Linked DNA regions of Arachis hypogaea: region 2 is linked to region 1. Evidence: chromatin contacts called from public Hi-C data. All regions are on one chromosome and are shown on one strand. Each heading gives the region's core, a stretch centred on a gene start, on an enhancer-like site or on the middle of the called end of the contact. The rest is flanking DNA. Distances are from core to core; before and after follow the strand shown.

Region 1 (4,615 bases), core at 1,491-3,990:
TTTTTCTCTTCCGTTTTATCCTTCTGTTTAAATGCAAGTTCCCACTGCATATTATCCTACAGTTTGCATAAATATGTTTTGAAGTTTCTAAAGGCAAACTATTAAACCATATCTATATGCTATCTTCCATTTCCATATATATATATATATATATGGAAATTGGGTGAAAATTCTAGGCTACATGAAGTAGATTTGAGTATCTTATTGAGCATTAACATGCATATAAATCCACTTTTCTATTTTATACTTTTATGCGAAAACCGAAAAGAAGTAGAGTTTTGATATTATATAACTACAAAAGTACTAGTATGTAGTTCTATTATTTCCTTAAAAAAATCAATTTTAGGTCAATCTTGTATATTGGTAATCTTGTGAAACCTTAGCTCTGTGAAATCTATTACTGATCATTGGTTTTTGCATTTGATAACCGGAAGTACTGTGTCTTAAGTCGCTTCCTTTGAAATCTGTAGCATTTTCTTTGTATATGTAGTTAGATAATGGGCTATTGGTTGACAGTTTACATTGTGTTCACAGGATCTTCTGAGAAAAAACTAGGTACCATTGAAGAGATGCCATCTTTAGATTTGAAGACGTAAGTTAATTATTTACTGCTATTTTAAGTACCTTTTGTTATGTAATATTTCTGTGTTTTTGTGACATTGAAGAGATGCCATCTCTAGATTTAAAAATGTAAGTTAATTATATGCCATCTCTAGATTTAAAAATGTAAGTTAATTATCTACTGCTATTTTAAGTAACTTCTGTTATGTAGTATTTCTGGGTTCTTGTGACTATTGATGCATCAATTAAAGCAATCTGATGTTGCTAATTAAAGCAATATCCATAGATTTTAAATATTAGGTCATTTTCCATGAACAGACACGATTTTTTTTTTTTCTGACTTCATCATTGTGTTGTACAGTGGTATTGAAATCACTGAAGCTCTGCGAATGCAGATGGAGGTTCAGAAGCGCTTGCACGAGCAGCTTGAGGTATGTGCTTCCTTTATTTGGGAATCTACAGTAGGATATGTTTGGTGAATTGTTACATGGCTAAGACATGTTTTAAGGAGTTTGTTTGCAAGCTTTATTTCTGTTGCAATACTATAGAATTTCATCATTTATAGCTAAGTGGAATTAGTGAGAATAACAGTTTAAGAGTTGCTAGTTTTGAAATGAACTTCAAGTGAGGTTTGTGAGCTTGTTGATAGGAAATTATAGCATAAAGAAAGGACCAACAATCACTGAATAGTTATAAATCCTCCAGAAGCTGCAAATAGTAAGGGGAAACAAAATACATCAGCTCATAAGAGCAACCCAGCCATTCCATAGAAGTTAAGGAGGAATTTATGTATTGGTAAAATTAGTTGAATTTCACCGTAAACAAATAACTGAACATATATAAACTCCAAGTCAAACAGACACATTCAGTAGTCTCTGATTAGTCTAAAATAGCTTACAAAATAGTTACGGAAGTATCTTACACTGCAAAAGGAGGTCAGCATCTCAGTTGTTTCTCTTTCCTTTTTACTGCTACTAACAATGCATGGGACATTTTTCAAGGCCTTTGAACTCCTCTTGATTCTTATATTCCGTTTTCCTTGATTTAAGAGTAACAAAATATCCTTACTATATTTAGCCATGTGGAATTTGGTAATCAGCAAATATGCCTATAGAATTTATGTTTTTGTTAAATCTGTTTGATGAACTGTCACGACTCTACACTTATTTCTCTTACATTTATAATGTCCTTTTTTGCCTTAGCTGATACAGTTTTCTCCCCCTTCTTTTTGCATCAGATTCAAAGAAATCTACAGTTACGTATAGAAGAACAAGGAAGGTATCTCCAGATGATGTTTGAGAAGCAATGCAAATCTGGTGGCATTGAACCATTCAAGGCATCATCATCTGCCATTGATAGTACATCTGGAGTGTCCTCTGATGCCATGAAAGATTCACCTGCCAAAAGTGAAATGGAAGCCATCCCAGTGGACCTTTGCAGTTCAGGGCCTCATCAAGCTAATGGCAATGCCACAGCTGAGAAAAAATCCCTGGAAGTGAGTGGGAAGCAAGATGCTCCCGAAGATCCTAAGCAACTTGCTTCTGAAAGTGAAGATAGTGGTCATCCCCCAAAGCGTCCGAGGACAGATGAGTGAGGCAATGTGATCTGTTGAATCAGCATTGAACTGAGAAAAGACGATACTGATTCATTAAAGATTCTATTTTAAGTAAGGAAGGCTAGTCTGATTGATATCTAGAGCTCCGTAACTTAACGAGATCTTCCTGTCCTGTTTTGTTCAATAAGGACTTGCATGTTTACTTTTAATTTAGCTGAAAAATGATAAAAAGTTTTGGTAATCCACATTTGATACCTTGGTCAGTGTGAGATTCTAGTGTACAGTTGAGATAAGTCTTACCACCCTCCTGTAGTCCAAACAGTCCAAATTTCTTGTACTATGTACAACAGCTCCAACTTGAACTCTTTCTTTATCTGGACGAAATAAAATTTAAAAGGAAAAAAAAAATGCCAAAAGGAGGCACAATTCTAGATTTAACGTTGCTCCCTTCTTATTGTTTAACTATGGAATTGGAGCATATTTTCTTGCAGTTTAGTTTTTGCGTTTCATTCTGTGATTTCTTTTATCAGAAATTTTGGCATTGTTTCACTAGTAATAGAAGGGAATACCTTTCAATTTTGGTGTAGAACCAAGCTGCAGTTCTACACATGTAGATTGTTGTTGTTGAGTGGAGAGGAGGACAAGTGCCCCCACCAGGGTACATATTTTGGCGTGATGCGCTAGGTCAGATAGAACATTCAGGTTAAAACTGTTCATACACGTGATGAAAGAAAGTGGCATGAATAATTAAAGTAAGGGATAAAGTATACTTTTTGTTCTTGAAATTTGACAAAGATTTTAAAAATATCCTTAAGTTTTATTTTGTTTTAATTTTATCTTAAAAATTTTCGATTTGCATCAAATATATCCTCGATGGCTAAATTTTCAAAAAATTTAAGACCAATCTAGACTGGTTGCGCAAAACGCTATGACTAGATTGGTTGTGCAGCGGTGGATGAATGGACCGTGGCTAATAGCTACAATGGTTGTGCTAGAACTGAGTAGCAAGAACGGCTAAATCGCAAGGTGAAAGAAGAGTCTTGGAAGAAAATAGAAGGGTAGGGTTTAGAATAACGAAGTGAAATGGTTTTTTCCTTCCATTTTCTCGCCTAAGTCGGACTGAAATATTTTTTGTGGGTCCCTTTTACTTTTTGGTACGGGAATTATTTTTCTTAGCGTTTTCTTTCTAAACCAAATTATTGAAATATGACATTTCTCTCCAATTTCTTTCCTTTCGCGTTTATTCTCCCCTGTCTTCCATCTAAACAAACACAGTGTAAGAGATAACATATGAATTCAATAATAACACATCAAAGTTAAAATATCAATTCAGCTCACATATAATACATGTAAATTCATTTGCATTTTTTTAAAGGAGTGATCAACGTCCTAGTTGATAGTCAGCCCACATTTGAGCAGCTATTTCATCCCTTAACATAGCTCCCAGCCTATAGTCTTCATCGTGTTCATGTCAAACTATTTCATCCTCTTCTAGATTATTATCTTGCATTTCTCGATCAACTTGAATTATGAGATGTGGATCAGGATCTACATCCATTAAAAAATTATGTAATACAAAACAAGCTAGAACAATTTCAGTCATAGTTTCAAAGTTATAATGTGGTTTAGTGCCACTTGTGATTATTGTAAATATTTTTTTCAAAACTCCAAATAACCTTTCGATAACATTTCTCAATAAAGTATCCGAAGATTAAATAATTTCTTTTCATTTTCTAGGCCATGTCTTGCATAATCTTTTAAGTGATATCTTACCCATGAATCCAGCATCTCCAAGGTAAAATTTTTCTACAAAATTTATCATTTAAAATAATTAATTTAAAATAAACACATAAACTATTAACCTTTAACTACTTATGATATAATGATGTTTTATGTTTTAACTATTAACCTTTAACTAAAATAAACACATAAACTATTAACCTTTAACCTTTAACTACTTAGTTTAAGATTATTATCCCTTAATAATGCGTTCTTCAGAACTTTTGAGTCAAATGCTGTTCCTTTCCAACCCGTTAATACATAAGTGAACTTCATATCAAAATCACATGCATTTAATACATTTAGTGTCGGCCACTCTTTTCTCCCTCGAAATTTGGGTTGATCTGCTATTGGCACTTTAACACAAAAATGTGTTCCATCTATAGCTCCAATACAATCCTTAATAATAGTCCATTAATTAATAAAGTAACATGAAATTCGCTATATCAAACAAAATTATATATTCTTGTAATTGTACATGTCCATACCATAAAATAAGGATAAAATATATTATTGTGAAGGATCACCGGAGAAATAATGGTTGCAGATGGTTGTCGAAGAAATTTTTCTCCTAGTAAAATGATTGCCCGTAAAACAGCATGGAAGTGGCGGCTAATAGTTTCTCCAGACTGGTGGTAGAAAAAAGAAACGGATCTAATTTTCACATTACGAGCTAATATATGCAAGAACCTAGCAACTTGCTCCTCTACTGTAACATGT
Region 2 (4,430 bases), core at 489-2,988, 43 kb after region 1:
AATAGGGTGAACATTCACCAGAACATTTCAGCATTAAAATTCATTTTGACTGAGTAGTGAGAATCCTCTTAAATTACACTGGTCCTGCATTACAGACTAACAAAATGATTTTTTTTTGTTGGGAGAGTGTTTTAAGACTTGAACTATTCAACGCAAAGAAACCAATTAGCAACATTGAGTGCCAGGCAGACACTCGAATTAAGTGTTTCATATCCTATGAATGAGGACAGTCAAAATTTAAACCTTTAAAATCACTACTACTCCCCCGATCAAAACAAAACACTAAACAGGTATTCCATTCATCCGATTATCATAAAACTAAATTGATAGACCCAGATACTCATGAATCCCAACAAATAGAGTGAATAAAAATAAAATAAAAAACAAAGAAAAACACAACTTTATAACTACCACTTAATGCCATAAAAAGTTTCTCACATAAGTTATAATAATATAAATCTCTATCACATTCAGTACAGCTGAAGCTAAAACCAAAATCGGAGGCTTCTTTAACAAGCAGAAACTTTAACATATATAATTGCTAGAAATCAAACTCAAACAATGGCATTGGCTGCGCTTGCAATCCTAGGCCATAGATCAGCACACTCCTTTCCAATTGGACCAGTGATAGCGGAACCTACAATAACAACAATGACAACAAATCAAAACCACAACCACAAATTCACTACACAAAGAACCGCTTATAAATTTAAAAACATGTAGAGAAAATAATGTAACATCATAATCCAATACAACAGCTAGTTCATTTTTCTTAAAGGAACAAGCTCACAAACATTTCTTCACCATTATTGTCAAATATCTTGTTAAAAGCAGAAAGGAAAAAAACTATTGAAATAATTTACCTTTCATTTCACCCTTGGGATTCACAATGACTCCAGCATTATCTGCACAATTCAAAAAACCCCAATCAAAAACCATTTTCCAAACATAAAAATAGTTAAGTTAGTACACAAATAAAATGCTAATCCTAATCAACAATAATCAGTAATAAAAAATAATAACCATAATCAGAGCCTAACCTATAATGATCTAACCAAAATCAAAGATGAATCCGCATTAAAGCTAAAAATAAAAGAATATAACATGACTGAAGCAAATAAAAGAATAAAGAAGCAAAGGGACTTTATTGTTATGACCTTCGAAGTACATGTAAACACCGTCCTTTCGGCGGAAGGGCTTGCGCTGGCGGACGATGACAGCTGGCAGCACCTTCTTACGGAGATCAGGCTTCCCCTTCTTGACGGTGGCCATCACCATGTCGCCGACGCAAGCGGAAGGCAAACGATTAAGGCGGCCCTTGATCCCCTTAACGGAGATGATGTAGAGGTTCTTGGCACCAGTATTGTCGGCGCAGTTCACCGTAGCCGCCACCGGAAGACCCAGCGACATCCTGAACTTGTTACCCGCATTTCCACCGCGACCTGAACAGAAATCGAACAACAAAATACAAAAGAATCAAATTGTGAATTAGTAGAAAAATGAAGGTTAGTTAGATTTAGGTATAGTTATCTTGGCGAATTAGAGAAGAATTGAATAAGTAGAGGAGAGGCACCTCTCTTGGACGCCATTGTTGGTTCTCTATAGATCACAAACACAAACCCTAATTTTGTGTCTTTCTGCTGTTTATATATGCCACTCTCAGACTCTAACTAGGGTTTATGGAGTAGTATGGGCCCCCAACAGGCAGGCGCATTGAATACCTCTTTTTGTTTTTGTCCAAAAAAAAAAAAAATAAATTTCTCATCAAAGACTTGCTAAGGTAAGTAACTAGGGGTGAGCACGGGTAGCGGGTACCCGATTACCTGTCCGAACTCGAACCGAACCAATTAAATTGGTTCTAAAATTAATGGGTAATTGGGTCAAATCCGAACCAAACCGATGATTTTTATTAGTGATTGGTTCGGGTATCGATTTTGCGGGTGCGGAATCTGAACCAACCCGCGAACCCAATCATATATTAATTAAATAAAAAAAATAAAAAAATGTATATGGTTTTTTCACAATGATTATACATTATTAATATGTTTGGATTTTAATGAGTTTAGTTTTTAATGTATTTGGTGTTTAATATGTTTGAATTATTTCTATTGATGTTACATATTTATTGTACTTGTTGAATTTTTAAGATAAAAATTTGGTTTTTTTATGAATTTCAAAGTCATCGGATACCCAATTACCCGAACCGAACCAATCCGATCTTAATCAGTTTGGTTTGGTTCGGGTACATGTACAAAAAAATGTAAATCCAAACTAAACCGAACCAATTACATTTTGATCGATTCGATTCTAATTTTACCATAAATTCGAACCAAACCGACCCGTACTCACCCCTCTAAATAACCTCGCCCGGCTCCAGAAATTTTTTTTAATGACTAGCTCCAGAAGTTTTAATAGATCCAAAAAGAAATATTGAAATTTTAAATCGCGACTTTGCCACTTTTTTTATTTAAATAAAATAAAAAAATTAATATTACTAAATTCTCGTAAACCAAATTTAAAATTGATTTTGTAAAATTAATTTTAATCAAAAGTGAGTTAGTATTAACGTAGTTTATATTTAATAATTTTTATTTAAAATAGATTATAATAAATTAAATATTGTTTAGATTACATTTTTTAAAATTATTTTTAGATAAAAATTATAAAAAATGACATAAATTTAAATAATTATTTTATGTTATTTTATAATTTTATTTTAGATATTTAAATAAATTTTAATTTTTTTTAGTATTCTCAGTCCTCTTTAATACTCTATTAAAATTAATAGAATCATAATACAAAATAAAAAATGTTCCATATAAAAAAGAAATAACAATAACGATAAAAAAAAAGAATTTTATAAAAATAATAATATGGGTGAGAGTATTGGAAAAAAAACATTATACATATTCAAAAAAAATAATAAAAAAACTAATTTTTAATATTTATATGATATTTTTTAATAAAAAATTATATTAATTTAAATAAAAAAATTAGTTAGCCCTTGTATATAGTATATACACACGCATTTTCATAATAAGTGATTAAGTGTCTTATATTAAAAGAAAATATATTTTAATTTTTTTTTGTGTTAAAAAATTAATAATAAATATTTAACACATTTAAGAATAAATGTTACATGTCTAATTACTTGTATAAATATTATTTAATCTAACTAAAATAAAATGCAACTTGAAATGGTCAAAAATTAATATTATTTTAAACATCATTAGTTTTAAATGATTTTTTTTTCAACCAAATCTCCAATAAGTATTTATTTTTCAACTTTTAAAAACCAGTACTTTTTGGTAAATAAGTCTTTGGTCTTTCTTCTATCAATAGTGTAGTATTTTTTTGTATAGTTATAATTTATATTATATTTTTTAAAACTTTATGTATGTGTTATTTTTGCAAAATTTCGTTATTTTAAAAATTTGTGTTCTTTTTACAATTTTTCAATGAATTAGCTTAAAATTTAATAAAAAATAAGTGACAAAAAAAATTTAAAAATTTTGTATAAGACTTAAATAAAAAAATACAATATTTTTCTTTATCAAATTAAAGAAATTATACTTATTTAAGTTTATCTTACATTATTCTCTGTCTCTTTTATGTTTACAAATTTTGTTTAAAATAGATTAGCTTAAAATTTTGTTTAAAATGGATTAGCTTAAAATTTAACCAAAAAAATAGGTTAAAAAAAAATTATAAACACTATAAACCATGTTAAGGTATTATGAGCTATCTCATTTGCACGTAAATTGTGGTAGGATACTGTGAGTTACTCTTTTGCACATAAATCGTGTTATCTTACATTGCTTTAGATGAAAAACATTATAAACCATGCTTCCTTGGACGAGTTATATTCAATTTGAAAAGATCAAAGCACTAGAATAATTTATGTGCATTTCTAAAATAAATTTAATGCATAAATCGTCCTAGGATGCGATGATTTACATATTATCAAAAGTAAAGCCTTGAGACGATTTATATATTAATAGAGATGGGAGATTCACGTTTTGAAATATTTAAATGAAATATTTTTTATAGAACTAAGGAGAATGGTAAATAAATGTATTAATGCATCCACAGTTGATTTTGTGTCTTTGGATCTTATACTTGTTCTCCAAATTATTGACCTTGTTCTTGTACTACGGTCATGTAGGACATTCCATTAATTATTTTTTATCTCAGGTGGGACTAAATTGAAATTAAATGAAACCTTAAAGACCAAAACAGGATTACGTCCAAACATAGAAAACTAATTTAGTACTTTACCCATAATATATTTATCCAAGGCATGAACGGAGGTATTTGTAGCTTGTATAAGAACAGTATCCAGACAATCCATTTCACAAATAACATCACAAAGACCTATCTCCCAAACCATAGTCAAATCCCGCCAAATAGCAAAAAGTTCCCCTTTAAGA

Evidence for each region. Hi-C and Micro-C count contacts between places; a contact is called where the count stands out from the background.
Region 2: a contact with region 1 is called in a Hi-C map of leaf, with 1.8 times the contacts expected there. The contact joins the promoter of LOC112758772 here to the enhancer-like site in region 1. A contact is called at or near these places in 2 of 8 Hi-C or Micro-C datasets (both in leaf).

Annotation. Positions count from the first base shown.
Region 1 is chr16:28,275,456-28,280,070 of arahy.Tifrunner.gnm2.J5K5, forward strand. It overlaps LOC112758771 (protein PHOSPHATE STARVATION RESPONSE 1), which reads left to right. Exons shown (of 8, transcript XM_072220145.1): 6 at 535-592; 7 at 923-992; 8 at 1,799-2,554. The coding sequence ends at 2,155. Among protein-coding and RNA genes, the nearest start is that of LOC112758771, 5.6 kb to the left of the region's middle. Within about 2 kb of position 2,741, at least 2 of the 3 cell types and tissues checked have open chromatin away from gene starts, as enhancers often do.
Region 2 is chr16:28,319,502-28,323,931 of arahy.Tifrunner.gnm2.J5K5, forward strand. LOC112758772 (large ribosomal subunit protein uL14x/uL14z/uL14y) reads right to left here and starts at 1,739. Exons shown (of 4, transcript XM_025807515.3): 1 at 1,574-1,739; 2 at 1,158-1,442; 3 at 864-905; 4 at 401-637. The coding sequence starts at 1,589. The coding sequence ends at 555.